Linked DNA regions of Anser cygnoides: region 1 is linked to region 2. Evidence: chromatin contacts called from public Hi-C data. All regions are on one chromosome and are shown on one strand. The core of a region is the stretch at or near the end of the contact, and the rest is flanking DNA. Distances in the headings are between cores, read along the strand shown.

Region 1 (4,183 bases), core at 696-3,195, 240 kb before region 2:
TTTCACACATGCATGTTTCTAAGCTAAAATTTCCATGTTTTGGTAGTGCTCTCATCACTGTGATGTCTGTTTTATTTCAGGGAGGAAAAAAAATCAAGTAGCTGCATCTTGTTTATTACCACTAAATATAACTTCTCTTCTACAGCAAGTGATTTTGTTTGCATGAACAGTGAGCCAAGGGAAAAAACCACAATATATCTTAGCCAGCTTCGGCAATCTAGTCTTGGTAGTGTTTAAGTAGTAAAGGGAAAGAACGCAGAAGAAAATGGATGGAAGTAAATGTTTGAGTTTTGCTATATGAGTCTGTAACTCTAAAAATCTCCTTAAGTTACAAAGCTTTAAAGGAACACGAAATACTGGAAAAAAAGAGCAGAAAGGAATTGCTTATATAGGGGTGAACTTGCAAATAGACATCATTATTGCATCGTAACCAGCATCCGTCCTTATCTATAACCGAAGTAATATTGCTGTCATATTTTAAGTAGTGAATTCTACTGTTAAGTTCTTGCGGCCAGGGTTTTTTCTTTTTATGTGTATAAACCACTTTACGTGAAGTTTTGTCTGGACAACGTAACTGCTGTGGAAGTATGGTATGGTTTTGGTGCTGTGGTGCACTTCACTGGTGCGCTTTGCTAGGGAGACTTGCTGGTAATTTGTTAGTCTGGGTCAACGTCTATTAAGTCGTTAAAGCAGAAGAAAACATACGAAAGATGGAACAGTCAAGGCTGTGGTGGTCTATCCAACGGAACTGCAAACCATGGGTGTATGACAATCCAAAATACAAAGCCTCAAAAGCAAAAATGTAGCAAGGGATCAGCATATGGTCAGTTTTCTGTGTATGTACAAAATGTGTGCGGACTTCAAGAGTTAGAAGGAGAAGCAAGAAATCTAAGCCTACTGTTTCTAGCTGTCTTGTTCCAACTTAGACCAGTTTATGACATAGTCTGAATCTAATATGTAGTGTGCGTGTTAGTCCTATCTTGCTTGATACTTCCTTCTCAGAAGTTTTATAAATGTATTACAGCAGAGGGCAGTAGGAACCTACCTCTGCTTGGAGTTGTTTTGTATCACAAGCGTGTTAGTACGTGTTTTTCCCCTCCGCTCCTTGTCCTTGCTGTGATGATATTCAAAGGCTAGATAAAGCTGATAGAGGGGAGCTGCCACAACTGTTGCCACAGATCTAGAGAGTGCAAGGTCTGTGCTTGTGGATTCATTTCTAGTCATCGAACTGATTCTGTAGATTTGAGGTATGCTCTGAGGGATTCGGGCCCAGGCTGATGGCTGTAACTGGGTAATTTCTACCTCCGTTCAGAATCCTGTAGCAGCAGAAGGGAAATTATGTGCCAAACTACACAGCTTATCCTGAAGCATGTTTTCCTGCCAGTTGCTGAAGTCTCTCAATCCTCTACTGAAATACTTGCTTCTAGTTTCCCTGCATAATATCTAGGGTCAAAAACCAGGCTTCAAAAGCACATGCATTCAGAGAAGAAAAAGGCAATGCTGCAAGGCATCTTCAGCTGGGAACCGCTCAGATCCATACATCATGGTGATGTCAGCAGTGCCAGGATTACCTCCGCTCTGTACATCTCCTCTCTTTATTCTCCGCTCACTCTCAGCGTCTTCTGTCAGTGCTCAGGAGCCACCGCAGTTCACTTGGGTTTGGCTGTCATTGCCTCCCGTCAGTTCAAATTAGTGTTCCAGTACTGCAAGCCGTCTCAGTAGGTTTGGGGTTTCCCTCCCGTCCTGTTTTTATTTCCTGGTGGGGGATATGCACGTACGCCCTCTTCTCTGGTTCCGTGGGCTCGTGTCTCGGCAGCGCACGCGTGCATGGCCGCCTCTGAGCATAGTGCCGGTTCACAGCTGAGATCAGCAGCAGCTTTGGAACTTGCTCCCTCTCCTTTGATTGGAAGTAGCCTGGGTCTGCTGAGCTTCCAGAGAACATTGCACAGCTCAGCTTTCCCCCGCCCCCGGCTCCTCCAGGCGTGCGAGAGTGTGCGCGTGGGAAGGAGGGAGTTGTCATTGTGAAGAATTGTTCAGAAGTGGGGGATTTACTCACTTCCTAGTTTGCTGGTGAGGATCTGTCTTATGCTTTGCTACACCTAGGTTGTATTTTTTCAACTTTTGTTTCTGATAACTGTAGTATGTGTACAGATGGACTTACTGAAAGATACTACCACTTGCACGGACCTCATAGGGGTGCTATGGACATGTCTGTCTATAGATATTCCTAGTGCTTGCAGTTACTCACGTTTGTTAAACTGAGATGCTACTGGGTAGGCTGGTTTCTTTTTTGTCCTTTTCCTTCGTTTGTGTTATACTTGTAAAAGAATCTTTGAATCTGGGACCCACATACCAGAATGATCCACAAAGCGGGTTGCTTCTGAGGCCAGACCCAGTCCCATCTGCAAAAGGATAAAGGCAGGCTGCTCTCTGTATGGTTGCTCAGAACTATTCAAGGGTGGAAAATGTGAGAAGTAAGAAGTGAGCTGCAGCTTTAAAAAAAAAATAAAAAAATCCAGCCAACGTTATATTTTGTTCTGGTGTTCTTCTTTCCCTGTTACTGAGATTAGACACACCAGATGAAGTCCCATTTTGGGTAGATGACTGTCTTGTGGGAAGAGCACCAAGAGGGGAGTCAGGGAAATAAATTTTTCAAGGCTTTTAGTTTGGTAATGCCTGTAGCTTGTCATGTTGTAGCATTGTCCTAAGTCCAGCACTGCATAATCGCCACTCTATGTTCAGCGGACCCCTTTGTGCCACGCTATTGTGCCACAGAGGCACCAGGGCATACTTGAAGGCCTGTCTGCCTGCTTCTCTGAGAGTCGTGCCAAGGACACCCTGATACAGGAACTACCCACTAGGGACTGTGAATGGAATATGCATCTCCCTAGTCTGTTTTCAAAGCTAAACATCCCTACAAAATTCCTTTTAGAAACCAGTTTCACTGTGCATAGCTATAAAGATTGATTTAACCAAACGATGCTAAAAAATCCCCCAAATTGATCACTTGACCAATTAGTGACATGATTGCAAAATAGGAAGTAAGTGATTGTTCCCTTAAAACATAAAAATGTGGACAGACAAGTGTGTACTGAAGATATATTTAAGCCCAGATTTCATACTTGGACCTGAGGGAACAGCAAATGGCATAAAACAGACATGTACAATTTTAAGAATTCTTTAAAAATGCTTTGTTTGGTATGTTATCACAGTTTCACCATGAAATGTGAAGAATGCAAGTTGAAACGAACCTCTGTTCTCAGCCCAGCCTGTTGGGCAGATGGGTATCAAAAAGCTGTTTTCTTCTTAGGGGCATCAGAAAACTGAATGATTCATCCTGTAGAACATACTGGGGCTGTGAAGACAATAAGCACAGCTGATTAAAGGGAATTTTTGCATTTAAATCTGAACTTGCTGCTTTGTCAATGTAGGTTTTTTTGTGTGAATATTTGCACTGGCTCTGTTCCACTTTTTAAGGGGAGACAAGAATCACTAAGGCTGTGGGGGAGAAGCTAAACCACATTACTCTCATCTAATTCAGAGCACTGCATATGCTGTGTGGTACCCAGTAAGGTAATTCTTCTCTTATGAAGTCATGGTGCAGTGGTACCTTGCTTACCATGTTTAAGTAAGTGCCACTTACTAGCAGAAAATAGTAAAAATAATCAGCTGCTCAAAAGGCGAGAGCAAAATTACTAAATAAAGAACTGAAATTCTTTTAGGCACACAGGCTTGGTGCTGTAAATTGCTGATTGAGTGAAATGGAAGCATTTCATGTGAGCAGACACATTTTGTTTAAAACTTAAAGGAAAGCTTTTGAAGCTTTTTTTTAAATTTGACAAGCCAAAAGCATTTCATTCCAATTATAACTGAACATGTTTTCATACAATGTAAGTCTTATCAAAGCACTTTGAAAGGTAATACCAGTATTTTGTTTTCTTTTTTTGTGTGTTTTTAGTTATAAAGCAAATTTGAACATTTTCTTCTAGAGAGGGCTGAAAGTCTATTTTGAAGTGAGTACCACTTGAAGTTGGTCAATATCTTATGCAGATGCAAGGTTAGCACCCTGCGTAGTTTGATGGAGGAATTAGATTGCAGGAGCAAGGAAAATACAGAAAAAACAATATTCACCCTGAGGTGTCACCCTGCACAGCCTGTCTAGTCTAACCTTGCTCAGATGTTT
Region 2 (3,978 bases), core at 562-3,061:
GGCTCCAGTAACAGTCTTCGCTTAAGGAGTGGAGAAGTACTTGGGCTAGCTGCTTGGCTGCAGTCTAGAGATCAGTGAACAGTACAGAGAGAAATGCATCAGTGAAGCCTTCTCAAACACACACACACACACACACACACACAAAATATCGCTCCCGACGTCTCACCTTGGGAAGCAGACATACTAATAGCATTACAGTACCTCTTTTCAGAGTGGCTAAAGTTGCTGCTATAAAGTCTGCCACATTGGCAGTTGCTTCCCTCCTCCAAAAAGCCCACCCTTCTGCATTTACATGGTCTTGTTGCAAAGCAATAGTTAAAAAAATAGCCTGACAGGAAGGGACACATTAGTGAATGAAAACAGCTGATTGCCACCTGGACTTTTGAGACAATCTCACAAGTGTTTCTATTTCAGAGTATGATGACACTCCACTGCTTTCTCAGCCTCAAAACTTTGGATGCAAGTCTCAGCCCAGAGACGACTTCTGCCTCAGGTTTAAAAGCACAACCCTGTAGCTGTTAGTGCATCTCCAACTGCAGCTTTTTACAACTTCATCTCTGGATTACTTCTATTTTTGTTGTTGTTATAATAATGGAGGAAAGAGAGAAGAGGGTTAGGAACTTTATGTCAAGACAACAACATCATGTGCCCTTTCTGACCACTGAGCGCCCTTAAGGACTCGCTTTCCAGTTCATATCCATAGCTGGCAAGCTGGGCCCAAAAGGCACCAAGCTAAGTTGATTTTGCAAAACTATCCTTGGCATTTGTCTCTGTTTAGACTCACGTAATAAATCTCTAGCTTTTTGCATTGTAAACAGATGAACATGCAAACAAGCAGAGGGAAATCAAAGCAGGGGATATCTTCTGGGAATTCTCAGAAGCGCACTACTCTATGCTGCAAAACAAACGTCGCACAGCACAGAGGCAGACTGAAACTTCAGCCCCTCCGTCCTAATGCCTGCAAATATTTTTGAACTTCTCTGACTACTGCATATGTATTTTATGTGCAATTCATGCATTATGATAAGGTAAGAGGCTGCCAAGAGGCACTCTCTTAAATACCAGGGTAGGTACGACTGATAAACTGAACCATTACGACACTTGAGGTGTGACATCTGTAGGATCAAACAAATCATACTGAGGTTAAATAAAATTCAGCTCATCAGATGCAGAAAAATAACCTCTTTTAATACAAGATTCTTTATTGTCATCTACCTTACTACACACAAAGTCACTGAGCTAGTCTAAAACGCAGCCACACTAGCGTGTGTGCGCTCTCACTGTTTCTTCAGCACCAGAAAGGGAGGTTTCATAGCTATACCTAAGCAAATGGCAAGCTGATTTGAATGTATGGCAATACCTCAAAGAAATATTGTCACATACAACCCCCTGGAAACCCCAAGACCTTCCCTGCGCTTCTGCTGGCAAGTTACAGAAAGCCTTCTGTATCTAACTACGCTCTTCTATGCTTTTTATAGCAAGTAACCATGAGCAAAATGGCCTAGGGCACTGTGACATTAGCCAGTATCATTTTACCATCTCAGTGTGTAATTATTTAGTCAGTTTTACCCTCAGGAGCCAACTCTCCTTTATTTTTTTTTCCTACAGCATTAGAGGGGAGGGAAGAATATTATGCCAGCAACAGACAGATCTTTACTGTTTCACACAAAAGTAGGAGTACAGTTTGTGATAAGCCTTTCAAAAAGCAAGAACCAAATACTCGCAATGCCTTCGATTTTAACATACAGTACAGTAGCTGTGTAAATTAGCTTCACTCTTGTTTTGAATAAGACCAAACAAACCAGAACAGGCCAAGACTGTGATTTATGTTATTACTGCCTTTGGCTAAAAAAAGCATCATTATGCTTGGAGAACACTGTGATCCCACAAATTAGGAAGAAGAAAATTGCGTGTTTCACTTTCATGCTTGAAAAACTTGTTTAATTAAGCACGTTCCTCCCTTTGCCCTCTTGACAGCTCTTTAAAAACAAATAAGAAAAAGACAACACAACTTCCAGTAAAATAGAAGTCCCAGGAAAAACTACTGGATGAACACCTTCAAGTTTCCCCTTAGGAATAAACCCCCCAGAGGTGTTGGATAGCTCTCCCCAGTTGCACAGGGACAGGAGCATTCAAGTGCCACATTCTGCCATGGTACAAGAACAGCAGATGGTTACACTCATTTCAGCATAACGGTAAAACAGATGAGCAAGAAAATCCCCCGAGTCCTGATCTCAATCTGGGAAAGGATGTGACCATTTGAGTGTGACAATTATTTAAGTCACCTCTTCTAATTCCCTGCACATTATTCCACGTGCATGTGTATTTTCCACTAGGCAAAGGTGATCCCTGGACAACAAGAAGATTCATTTCAAGACCTGAAGTTCCAAAACATATAGAAGTGAGAAACCCAGGCAAAAAATTCACCCAGGTTACCCCTTCTGCTCATGCTTTCATTTTAATTCTGCATTTGCATAAGAAATAGACACACAGATCAGTCCATCCATTGGAACCCAGCACCCTCCGTCTTCAAAATGCTAAGCAAAACCATGTCCACCTCTTCTCCAAACTTCTCTGGAATTACACAAAACACAAACAAAGATGGCTAAACTTGTTTTGTGTTTAGTTCAGATCTGTGTCAACACTTTTCAGGCTGCAGAGTTTTCATTCGTGTTCTCAAGACTGCTCTTCTCCATGCTGTTGATCTTGTCACATCCTGAGTAACCTTAGGACAAGATCTCTTCAAGCGGAGGTAAGGAAGGACCATCCAAGCTAAACTACACAGTTAAAGAGATATAAATAAGTTTCTCCATGATTTCTTTACCAGAGGCACTCAGCATAACAGGATGCAGAAGGCAAATACAAAAGAAAAATCACTCTGTGCTACACTGTATTGAAAGGAGTTTTACATGAACACTGAAGCATTTGAGTCTAAAAAAGCCCTGTTTCATTGCAAGCACCAGAAGTACTTTCTGTTGCTACATGCAAAAGTGAAGAGGTATGCATGGACACACTGAAAAGCAAGCAAGACATTATCACCTGGGATAGCACTATCAAACTCAATACACCTCCATTTATACCAGAGTTAGAAAATCCACTGAAAAAAAATAGATAAAAGTATCCCATATGCCCAGAGTTGAAGGCTCAGAGGTTTCAATTGGATAGCTCTCTGAATTAAGTGCATCACCGGACACATCACTCCCAGAAGTATTAAAAAAACAAACACAACAACAAGCAGTCAAGTGAGGAAAAATTTGTCCAAACGCAGTGGTTAAGAAACAGAATTCCATCGCAGCAGATGACGCCCACCTTCCCAGCTCCCGTTCACTCCCCTTACCATTTTGAAGGTCTGAGTAGCTTTTGTTTCCACAGTCCGTAGTATTCCTCGCAGACTCCTCATTCCTTTCACAATATTGCTAATGGGAAAGCAGGAAAAAAAATATCATAAAAAAAAAGCAAAAGAAAACGAGCACGTTAGATAGGAAATATTTTCATGGTGCACCAAAGCTGGGCAACAGACTTGGCATTCAAGCAAGCCAACAAAACCACCACTGAGCATGCAGTAGCGAGACGAGTCACTCCAAGGCAGACAGGACAATGGCACCGAGCGAGGCAGCGACTGTAGCATGCCTACTCCAGATGGCTTCCTAGGAGAAGATCACATTCACATTTGAGGAACAGAGGGGACATTTGGAAGCTTTTCATAGTTCATATTTATAAAGCAGATGCTTCTTCTTAAAAGCATCCACATCTCCTCTTCATACACACAGACTGCACTGGTTTGAATTATAGTGAGCTGATGGGATGCTTTTATGTGACGATTCCTTTTAGGTGGTGCTTAAATGCCTTGGGTCTGATGGTCCAAACGCATGATGAAATTACAGTGGTTTAAACAGTTTACTATTAGGCACCTAAAGTTGCAGGAACTGTCTGCAAGCACAGCTTAACCTACAATGAAAGTGGGTTAGGCTGAAAAAA

Evidence for each region. A called contact is a pair of places that touch in the nucleus more often than the background predicts.
Region 1: a contact with region 2 is called in a Hi-C map of granulosa cells, with 2.8 times the contacts expected there. The contact joins two enhancer-like sites. A contact is called at or near these places in 3 of 7 Hi-C or Micro-C datasets (granulosa cells and liver).

Annotation. Positions count from the first base shown.
Region 1 is chr3:30,527,178-30,531,360 of Taihu_goose_T2T_genome, reverse strand. No RefSeq gene overlaps it. Among named protein-coding and RNA genes, the nearest start is that of PPP1CB, 46 kb to the left of the region's middle. Within about 2 kb of position 1,945, at least 1 of the 3 cell types and tissues checked has open chromatin away from gene starts, as enhancers often do.
Region 2 is chr3:30,283,879-30,287,856 of Taihu_goose_T2T_genome, reverse strand. TTC7A (tetratricopeptide repeat domain 7A) reads right to left here. Exons shown (of 20, transcript XM_048079466.2): 6 at 3,338-3,416; 7 at 1-64. Among named protein-coding and RNA genes, the nearest start is that of MCFD2, 31 kb to the right of the region's middle. Within about 2 kb of position 1,811, at least 1 of the 3 cell types and tissues checked has open chromatin away from gene starts, as enhancers often do.